Linked DNA regions of Zea mays: region 1 is linked to region 2. Evidence: chromatin contacts called from public Hi-C data. All regions are on one chromosome and are shown on one strand. The core of a region is the stretch at or near the end of the contact, and the rest is flanking DNA. Distances in the headings are between cores, read along the strand shown.

The links. Hi-C and Micro-C count contacts between places; a contact is called where the count stands out from the background.
Region 1: a Hi-C map of ear shows a contact between it and region 2, with 5 times the contacts expected there. The contact joins the enhancer-like site here to the promoter of LOC100384712 in region 2. A contact is called at or near these places in 9 of 25 Hi-C or Micro-C datasets (bundle sheath, ear, endosperm and 2 more).

What each region holds. Positions count from the first base shown.
Region 1 is chr3:217,738,068-217,743,173 of Zm-B73-REFERENCE-NAM-5.0, forward strand. No RefSeq gene overlaps it. Among protein-coding and RNA genes, the nearest start is that of MIR319a, 5.1 kb to the right of the region's middle. Within about 2 kb of position 1,259, at least 9 of the 20 cell types and tissues checked have an H3K27ac peak or open chromatin away from gene starts, as enhancers often do. A contact at or near this core is called in ear and tassel, where this site is marked.
Region 2 is chr3:217,653,089-217,658,645 of Zm-B73-REFERENCE-NAM-5.0, forward strand. It overlaps LOC100384712 (Calcium-dependent lipid-binding (CaLB domain) family protein), which reads right to left and starts at 2,525. Exons shown (of 1, transcript NM_001177186.1): 1 at 925-2,525. The coding sequence starts at 2,475. The coding sequence ends at 1,639.

The DNA.
Region 1 (5,106 bases), core at 9-2,508, 84 kb after region 2:
TAGGGTAAAGCTTCATCTGGACGAGTCTCACCTCCGTCCCGCACGTCCCCTGCATGCCCGCATGCAAAAAAAGCTGCCCTCTCTCCCGCGTGTCCCTTTTCCTATTTTTTTGTTCAGATTCGTCGGTAATAGCCGAACGTCTCAACAGTAATAGTCGAACGTTTCGTCAGTGCTAACCGAACGTTTCATTGTTAATAACTGAACGTTTCGTTAGTATTAAGCAAACAGTTCGTCGGTAAGAACCGAACATTTCACTGGTTATTACATGACGTTTCGTCGGTAATAACCGAACGTTACAGTAATTACATGATATTTCATCAGTAATTACTGCATGTTTTGTCAGTAATAATCGAGCGTTTCGTCTGTAGATAACCGACTGCTTCGTTGGTAATTATTGAACGCCCTGTTAGCAATTATAGAGTGTTTCATTAGTAATAACTGAGCATTTCGTCAGTAATTACCGATTGTTTCTTCAATAATTATTGTGTGTTTCGTCAATAATTTCATAATATCTCTTCACTACTAGAATTATTATTGAGTAAATGTTGTAAAATTACTGACTGATGACTGCAGTATTACTGATTGTGTATATTGTTGGATGTATATGTATGTACACAAAAAAAAGATGACATGCTTCAAAAAAATGTGGTACCATATTTTACATCCCTAAAATAATATGTCACCCCACATGCATACATTTGGCAACAAAAAAGGGAAAAAAAATAGTGATTGGGACCACCCCACAAGCAGGTACCACAACAAAAAAGGAAAAAAAATTAATCGTGTCGTGCCTGTTCTAAAAATTTAGTCCAAAATATGGGTCGAGAGCACGACCCAACTTTCAACTCTAATGGAAACCATGCCCTTGCAAAATTGGCCTTGAGGCCTCATTGCCGCCGACCCATTCCCTTGCCGAGTAATCTCGTAACTCCTAAATGAAAGTGGGAAGAGATCATGGTGATAGCTGCAAAATTATCGCGCAAAACTGCGTCTGCAAGTTAAAGTACCGACAAGTACAAATGCATGGGTGTTTCGAATTGTCAATTCTCAGCTCCAGTTTAAACTGTCAGGGACAGATCTTCTCACAGGGGCCACCACCTCGACCGCTTCCATTTGAATATCGCCGGACCGGACAGAGACAGAGCGCGCCTCATTTCCTCTCGCAGAGACGAGAGACTGCTTTTGCATGGCAGGCAGGACCATCCGCAGCCACGTACTGGTCCCGGCCGTCAGGCTCAGGTACTCTCGCGGACAGGACTTGGAAGAACTTGTCGGCGGCGAGGAGCACAGTAGCATCATCTCCCATCTCCCTCCCTGCTGAATGCTGATCATCTAGCTAGGTTTTACTAACGCAGAAAGATGGTCGTGGCAGCTGGTGTTGGACGAGGGTTTACCCATGCATGCAACGCCGCACTTTGCCCGCATACGGACGTGCATGGGAACTTGCAGTGCATGACACCCTGTTTGTACTCCATGCATGATCTACCACGCATAGCATAGCCCTGGGCCCTGGCCCTGGGGTATTCAAATCTTTCAGCTCCTACAAAGGTGCGTGCGAAACCGTTCTTACAGTGTGCCTGAGAAAATGGTCTGTGGTCCATATCTCCTCCTTTTGCTGCAAGTTCATTATAAAATTGGAGGGGGACAAACGCTAGTACGTCAAGGCCAAGAATCATAGCGGCAAGGCGAATCGAAGAGATGTCACATGATGCTGTTGGCGTCGACATATATACAGTTTGAGAGAGAGATATATACTGATGTTCCTCCCTTATTATTAATTGTCGGATTTTCTTAAAGTTTAACTATATATTTATAGAAACTATTATCATCATTTGTATCTTCAAATAAACTTACTGTAAAAATAGATTCAATAATACATTATTGATACTAATTATACATTATAAATATTATATATTGATTTTCGAAAGCAAGAATAACAATTGTTTAGGGACTGAGGAAGTATAAATTTTAGACCTATATACTATCTCTATCTCGAAACAAATACAACTCTAGCTCTGTCTAGTCAAACTTTCTAAAGTTTGAAAATTTTATACAAATCTTATAACACAAACATGTACGCTATGAAAATATATCTCATGGTGTATGCAGTGACACTTATTTGGAGGCATAAATATTCGTATCTTACATAAATTTAATTAATTTTTAAAAAGTTTGACTTGGTATTGTATTGTAATTGTATTATTTTTTGGATGATAGTGATATGCAAAAGTAGCCAACTAGTAGTATATATGGACATCACTTAACATTAACATTGGTTATGATAGTTTTTAGGATTAGAAAAACATTGATCTAACAAATAAAGGGGTCTTAGATAGCCTAAATGTGGTCAAGGACATGTACACTTCGCAAAATCAGACCAATCTCAATAGGAGTTTTTTTAGCATTAAATTAATAAGATGGCATGTCATAGTATAAATAAAAAGAGATGATAAAAGTTTTATGTGATAAAATGAGTTTTATGAGGATGAAACTTGTTTACATTGTTTCAAATACCCGAGAATCTTAGAAAAATTAACATTAGACCCCTGTTGAGAATGACCTGCTTAGGTAGTAAATATAGCTCGCATATGTCATTAGTGCCTTTGTAGATATAACAGACGTTGGTGTCGATGGAAGGCGTGTTCTCTTTGCACCATGGCTTCGGGGCTAACCTAAAGAGGACAACATGTCAACACCCACCTTAGGCTTAAGAAATCAAACATCTGATAATGCCACGTACTCTTGGCTTGTACAAGTTGATTATAATAGCATCAAATAGGCCTGAAAGAAGAAGTCTAGGTTACGGGTTTAGTGCTCTTGATGACCTAATTGATGAAATGTTTGATGTTGAGATGTGGCAAAAACAAGGTTATGTAGAGCTGAGCTTCGTCAACCCTTGAAAGTCCCGAGTCCAGAGCCCAAACTGGCTCCCTTTAGTCGGGTAGTCAGACATTGCATGCTCTCCTAAACTATAATCAAATTATTCATTTGTTGCATATTAATTATATTTGTTATGAATTATATTTTATGTTCATTGGATAGTAATTACAAATGTAACCATATCAAGTTTATATTATAATAGTTAAAATTGTTAGTTAAAGATTGTAACAGATATTCAGTTAAGTCTTAATTTGTGTTCGTGCAATACAAACTAGTACTCATACTCTTTTCATCCCAAAATAAGTGTCATTTCAATTTACTAATTTTTTTAGCTTTGATCAAATGTGTATGAAAATATATTACTATTTATAATATATAGATAGACCATTGAGTTTATTGCTAGCATTTTCTAAAAATATAGTTCAATCATAAGAAAGTTTGATCGGCTAAATATCATAGCGATATCTATTTTTATTTTAGGACGGATGAAGTATATTAGAGTGCTAATTGCATTTATGGGTAATCCTCTATTATTATAAGTTGTAGGTGCTGATCATGGCAGACTAGCTAGATAACAGGTAGGCACTGGTTAGCGAACCTAAAACTTATTACGTGGCTAGGAGAATGTTAATGTTGGTTTGTGCATGAATTATAACATGTCAAATTTAACTAAATAAATAAAAACTAATATTTATAATGAAAACAGGTATTGTTAGCTTAACCAAAGTTTTTTTCAAGTAAACCTTTTAAAAACCACAAAAAATAATATATATTTGAGGGTCAGATCAACCCTCAAGCAAACTATTTTTACATATTAATGCTGTGTTTTATAAATTTAGTTAAGTTTAGAATTAATTAGTTTTTTGAAAGCAAAATTGTACCGTCTCGGGACAGAAAAATAGAGTTATATTGGTTTTAGGATAACATTTAAAATCTTGGTAGAATTGTATTCTTTCGCGAATGAACAAAGAGAGTATCAGTGGCTCGCGAATTCTTTTTTTAAGGGAAAAAACTCCTCGCACAAAGGGGAGATGCTTGGCTGCAGAGATCCCATTTCCTGCAGTCATAAAAGGGAGTTCACACCACCTTTTTATTGATCGGACCATTCCAGGCGTATGGAATCTTATGTTGAATCAAAGGGACATCCATCCAAAGAACACTATAGTGAAAACTGAGAACACGGGTACATCCGCTATGAAGAAAGAGAGAGATAGATCTAAGGTCATATATCAAAGGATTCTAGAGGATAAGGACATGTACAAATACAATAGGTGTCTTAAGCTGCGTCTTTGAGTATGTATAATGAAATAATGTAAAAAAATCAAGACATGTATCTTAACGAGTTTTTTTGGCTCTATGCTTGAGACAGAGGACTAACTGATTGATCAATTTAATTTATTGAATGTTTTGATTGGTGCAATGAATATAACAATACACATGTTTTAGATACGTCCACTGTATTATATTGTGTTTTAGCTGTGTCTTATACTTGTCGTACCATGCAGCGGTGTCAGGATTGTACATGCCCTAAGATACAATAATGTTTAGATTTGTTGACCTAAGATACAATAATGTTTAGATTTGTTGAGTTGTATGAAAGAGTTTGTTAGATGTATATAATGCTTAGAGTGCAACATAGAAGTAATATATATTAGTAGGTTGTATATGCCCTAACATGTCTCTCCCTGCTTTGTCTTTTGCTCCCGACAAAATCTCCCTTGCTCTTTGATCCGTCGATTTGATTCCGTCTCACCAGCTGGGGAGCCTAGCTGCCCGTTCCTCGTCATCGTCCTCATCTACTCAGCATTCAGCACCCATGCAGAAATTCTGGTTCTTGATTTTAATAAATGATTTTAGATCCATAATGAAGTAAGTAGTACTACTAAGGTCGAGGAGTTTGCTTAGAATTATGCGCTTTTTGTTGGAACTTGCTAACGAATCTAGGATTGGGAATGACCTACTACCAACCAAGAAGATATGCGTGTCCCTATGTACTAGGCCCAAATACGCATAGAGGGTCTGTTCCAGCTTTGTTTTTTTTGCACTTGCACTTGTACTCCTGCCTCTCTGGTCTCATCTCGTCTCGCCGAGGAGGAAAAAGATGGTAGAATATATTGCAAACTTTAGAGCGTGTATAACCCATTTAATAGTGACCAAGTCTTTTGAGGGTCTTTAGGAGTTAATTAAAAAAATATAAGAGCGTATGTACATAATTCTCCACACGCA
Region 2 (5,557 bases), core at 1,275-3,774:
TAAAACAATCAAATGAAAACCTTAGGCATGACAAGTTCATCATCTGCTATATACCTAAAGCACAACTCGACATCTCGTCTTTCTAATCCAATGCAACTAGCTAGGGCTCTTCTGCTAGGAGTTGTGCACAGCAGTACTAAGTACTAACAGTTATTCAAGGGGGGGGGGGGGGGGGGGGGGGAAGTTCTCAAGTATGACTTTTCACAAGTTTCCTCTCGTCAACCTTGATGTATAATTAGAAATTCATACTGAAACAATCGCTGTTCATCGAGGAGCTAATTAGCGGTCCATTCATTGCTTAAGGCTAGGTGCTGGCGGGCAAAGGAATTGAGCAATGCAGGGCAGTGGGGGTTTCCAATCGGTGGGCACCTATGGGCTATGGCAGCTTCCATGCCTGGCCACATTGGTGGATCCACCCCTGTTTTTGTTTGATAACGATTCTCTCTGCAGATAAACTTAAGTATATTTGTGCATATTTACCATCCCAGGGTAATCAAAGAACGACAACTCAATGATTTTAGCTTTTCATCACTGTATTAGATTCAAAATTATATGGCCAGCAATAGGAAGTCTATCAAGTATCAATAGTTACATCATTAGATCAACAAACGAGGACCTCACAAACAAAATTGTGCTTCACAAGACATGTCTAGTTTCCTACAGCTGTTATATGAAAGATGTGAGTAGGGAAAACACCATAGAACACTGAGTGGGAGCCAACTATCATATTCATGCCCCAGTTTCACCCGTTACTCAAAAAGAAAAATGAACTGGCTAACTCAAGATTCTGCAATTCCTTTAAAGTTCAATCAACCCACAACAATTCACAGTATGGGTTACAGCATATAAAAAATTCAAACGACCATGCATAACCAAAATCACCAATCTCCAATTCCTTGGCACTGAACACCCACAGGCATCACTGCTGGAAAACATAGTTAAACATAAGAGAATACGTACCATGAAGATAAGAACATTCACCTTCAGTCCTCAGTCCACTTATACTCTATAAGATGAGCATTCAGTGAATAACTCAATAGTCAATAAGCGACAAGATAAAAGACTTTGTGTCACTCATTGAAGGGCCTGAATCATCTTGTGTTTAGTGGCATTCAGAGAAACTGCTGTCAAGGTAATAAATGGTAGCTGTGGCGGCCACAGCATCCCTCTGCTGTGTGTGTGTGCAGAAGGTCACGAGGGAGGGTGGAAATGCCTCGCAGCTGCTTGCTGAGCAAATAAGGCTTAATGTGTGCGGAATAGGGAGGACAGAGGGGTGGATTGTGCCAAAAATGCTTAAATTTGTGTCCAAATTTTGAATCTCAAAATATCTGGACAGAGAGATAGTAAATCATAAGACTTTGTGTCAATGCTGCAAGCATTGTTCCCCACTGAAATTACCAATCTAATATATGTATTGAGGAAGAAGCAGCTTTCTTCCAACATGATATACTAGAGACCAGCAAAGAATTTCAACGCTGATATATGTGGCTCGAATATTCTAAATCCACTGAATCTACAGAAAATTTGATGTAACATATTTCTGATGATAACAAGAGGTGCTATGATACAACTCAGATTTACCCTGATCTCAAGAGGAAACGGGCTAACTCCACAGGAAACCAATTGAGAGCATAAAGCCTACTTGCCTGGACTCCTCAAAAATGAGGGCTCTGTCCGGCAATGCCTGAGCCCGCCAGAGAAGATGTTAGCGAAGGCCTGCAGGTTCTCGTCTGAGGGGCTCGTGCGTATCTTTCTTGGTAATGGTCCGACGCAGGGCCCGCAGAACACGACCCCGCCCATCCCCCTCGCGTCTTCCTCGGCCTCGTCGCTGCCGTCGTCCACCATCTGCTGCTTCTTGGGCGTAAGAAGCCTCGGGGACGGTGGAGGTGTCCGGTGCGCGCGGTTGAGGACGCGGAGCACGCGGCTTGGGGTCGGCGCCACGGAGGGCCCGCTGAGGGAGACGGCCGGCGAGAGGCGGAGGGCGTGGCAGGCGGCCGGGGACGGGGGCACCGCGACGAGGCTCGCGGCCACGTTGAGGAGGCCGTGGACCCTGCCGGAGGGGCGGCGCACGCCGACGGCGAACATGGACGGGGAGCCGACCGGGCGGGACAGGAGGCGGTGGTCGCCAATCAGGAAGCGCGCCGAGCCGACGAGCGAGTCCCCGCCGAAGTGCCAGGAGCCCGCGGCGGCGGCGGCGTAGATCTCAACGGAGACGGCGGCGGGCGAGTCGTCGGCGAGCGAGGCCTCCCGCACGCGAAAGAGGAGGCGCGCGTGCCACGCCGGGTCGAGGCCGCCCGTGGCGTCGGGGAGGGTCTGGAGCTTGTGCCCCGCGTCGACCCAGGCCACCGCGTACGCCTGCAGCCGCCGCCGCACGCCGGACGGGGGCTTGAGCCCCTGCGCGGAGATGAGGGCCACCTCCAGAAGCCGCTCGCCCTCAGGGAGCCCCAGCCCGGCCTCCTCGTCCGGCGCCTCCATCGCCGGCGAGCGACGGAGCTAGGATTTCTCGATCGGGTGCGGGAGGGCGAGACGACGGAAGGCTTTGGCGGGCGGGCGGGCGGGTGGTCGGATTTGGGGTCTCACGGTTACGGGGATTTGAACGGACGGCCTGATGCAAGCCGTGGCTGCTGGATCGGAAGGTTATGAACGAGTCCCGCCAGGGGCCAACGTTCGAACTTTGATGAAATGATGAAGCGGTGATGGCTGCCAGCCTGCCAGCTGCGTCCGCCGAATTCTGAGCTTCGGCCGTGCTCGGCCCGACCCAATGAGGAGGAACCTAACAAAACGGCCCGCTTTGGAGAACCTTCCAATGCGGTTGGGCCATTGCTCCGGTTTCCCTTGATTCAGCCCATATAAGGATATAGCCAGGCTAAGAACAATTCCAACAGTAACAAAAAAAAAACAAAGGTCCCAAAACATAGTAACTGGAATCTATTTAAAAGTATGAAATCTAAAAAATTAAGGAGTAACTCTAACAAGTCCCAATAATTTTCCAAAAAATGTTTAATAAAAATAACAATGATTATTTAAATAACAAGGATACTACACTGTTATATTTTGATATTCATTATACTGCACCGCGCTTGTCAATTTTCCTAAACAAGCAAGGCAAGGCATGCTGTCCAGCGGAACGGAGTAGTGCTCGCCCTCCCCATGCCGGTGGCTGAGCGAGTACATGAAAGCAAATCAAGCCATGCCGAGTCTAGGGAGCGGGCGGACGCAGGAAGAGAATTAATGAGGTTAAAAAAAACTACGTGACAAAATTAATCAAAATTGAAAAACTAGTTTTGCATAAAATCCAAATTGCATATCAATATACCATACTATAAGTTAAAATAAGAAACCTATATAGACAAAAGAATCAAACATGACGTTATAAAACGTTTGGATCCCTTTATTTTAGAAAAATTAAAATTCTATTAATAAAGTAATTTATTTAGCTTGGAATTTAACATTCCACCATTTTTCAAAGTTCAAATATAAGCTTATCTCAAATTTATAAAGTAGAGAATGATAAATGATTTTATGTATTAGTATAATTTGTTTCTACTCTGTAACTTACATAAAAATCTTTGTCTCACTCCTTAAAAATGTAGTACATAAATATCTACGACATTTTGCTAATAATAGTATACAAATATATTTTGCATAAAACCGAAATTAACTTAATTAACATATTCCTAAATTATTATTATTAAAGTGGAATTCAATTTTAATGATCCAAACGGGACGTAAGTTCTTACTGACCGAATCGAAGCCATACTTACCTGTCAAATGTGTATCTCTTTGAACATGGGCACCAGAAAAGGGACAGTGTCAGGCGGCCTCTCCGACACGAAGCTAGGACTCGCTTGTTCACCAAACTTACCGAGAATGGATCGCATCGTCGTGACGAGGTGACGAGCGAGATGAGGCCCGTCAAATGTATCAGCGTCACGACGATGACAAATGGAGTGTGGGTGTCCGGATCAGGGAATTGGATGACAAGTTTTTTTTTCTTTTTACTCACTCCGAGAATGGATGAGAAGTTTTACTCATGCGGGAAAATTGGGAGATGGATTAGGGAGTTGTTGGTGACCATTTTTTTCTTTTTTTCCCTCTAAAATAGGATTGGGAGAATATTTTTTGGTTCCTGATGCAGTTGCTCTAAACACGCCCTCTGTAGAATTTCCTCAACCCGTACTCGCTGGTCGCTGCTGTGAATGCGACTTAGCAAGGAGACGCTGGACAGCTGGAGTCTACGCCCCTGGTGAACCGTGAACGGGCATCGATCACAGCCGCTGTTGCAGCAAGGAGACGCTCGTGCACAGCGATCAAGTAACATTTTTCTGATCCTCCAGGGACCAGAGAATATGTTTACTACTACGTTTCTTGTGAGCGCGGTGCACTGCATGCAATTTGCGAGCACGGTCTGCAACTCGGTGCAAGATGGGCAGCTCGAACACCGCCCGTGGGCCCTGGTCGTCCCTCGAATTCTTTGCAAGCCGTGTGGTCGCGTCGAGGGCCCCCCGACTGATTTGATCGGCCAATGAAACAACGGGCAGCACAGCGGAATCGCAGGACTCGGCGGCATCCCATCCATCCCTGGCCGGACCGGAGCGGCGAGCCGCGAGCCCACGACGAGACCGGATGGGACGTGTGAGTGCTCTGCTGCCCGACCCCGTCAAAGCACAAAGATCCCCACGCCACACCACACCACAGCACAGCACCACGGTCGGCTGACCCACACCAGAGGACGGACGGGCAGGGGGGGCAGCAGGACGCACACGCAACACTCCACTCCGACGTCCCGTCGCCACCCTACTACCATCACCCACCGCCAGCACCCGTGGTAGTAGACAAGACAACTCGTGGCTGGGCAGGGGCCCGCGCCGCGCGCGGTAGCCGGCAGCCACGCGGCCATGGCCCATGCGGCCGAGCGCGGGGATTCCCTCGGCGCCGGGAAAGCGGAGCCGCGCGCCGTGCCGCAGCTGCAGGGATGGGGTCAGCCGATACGACTTGCCTCTGCAGTCACGCGATCCGTGCCTGCAGTCCGTCCATCACAGATCGAACAGCTACTAGCTTCTATGTGCTTTGTCCTTCCACAGCTAGCTCCCGGCCTATTAACTCCCGGCCCAATATGTCATTAGCCACGGCTGGCGCTGAAGCTAGGTATTTTTGGCGCCGGTTCTGTTTTTTTATTTTTGGCGCGATGGTGACTTGTGCCACAGCTTTGGCGTTCTCTTATTTTTCTTCCCATGAGAAATCGAATTAACTTGGAATCGATCAAAGGGATCATCAACTTCAGCTTGTTGCATAAAAAAGGAAATCCGCGCATCTGAAATGGAAGGAAATCAGCGCATCTAAAACTGCAAAGCCTAGAAGAACTTGGTTGGACAAAAAAAAACATAGAAGTGCAAAGAAGGACATCCAGCTTACAGAGAAATAGAGAGCCTGACACTTGTTAACGGTTGGATCCACAACAAACGGCTCGGATGAAGCGACTGCAGAGGCAAGTCGTATTGGCTGACTGCAGACGATCTTGTTCCACGCCGGCTGGGCAGCGCAGCGTTGCCTCCCA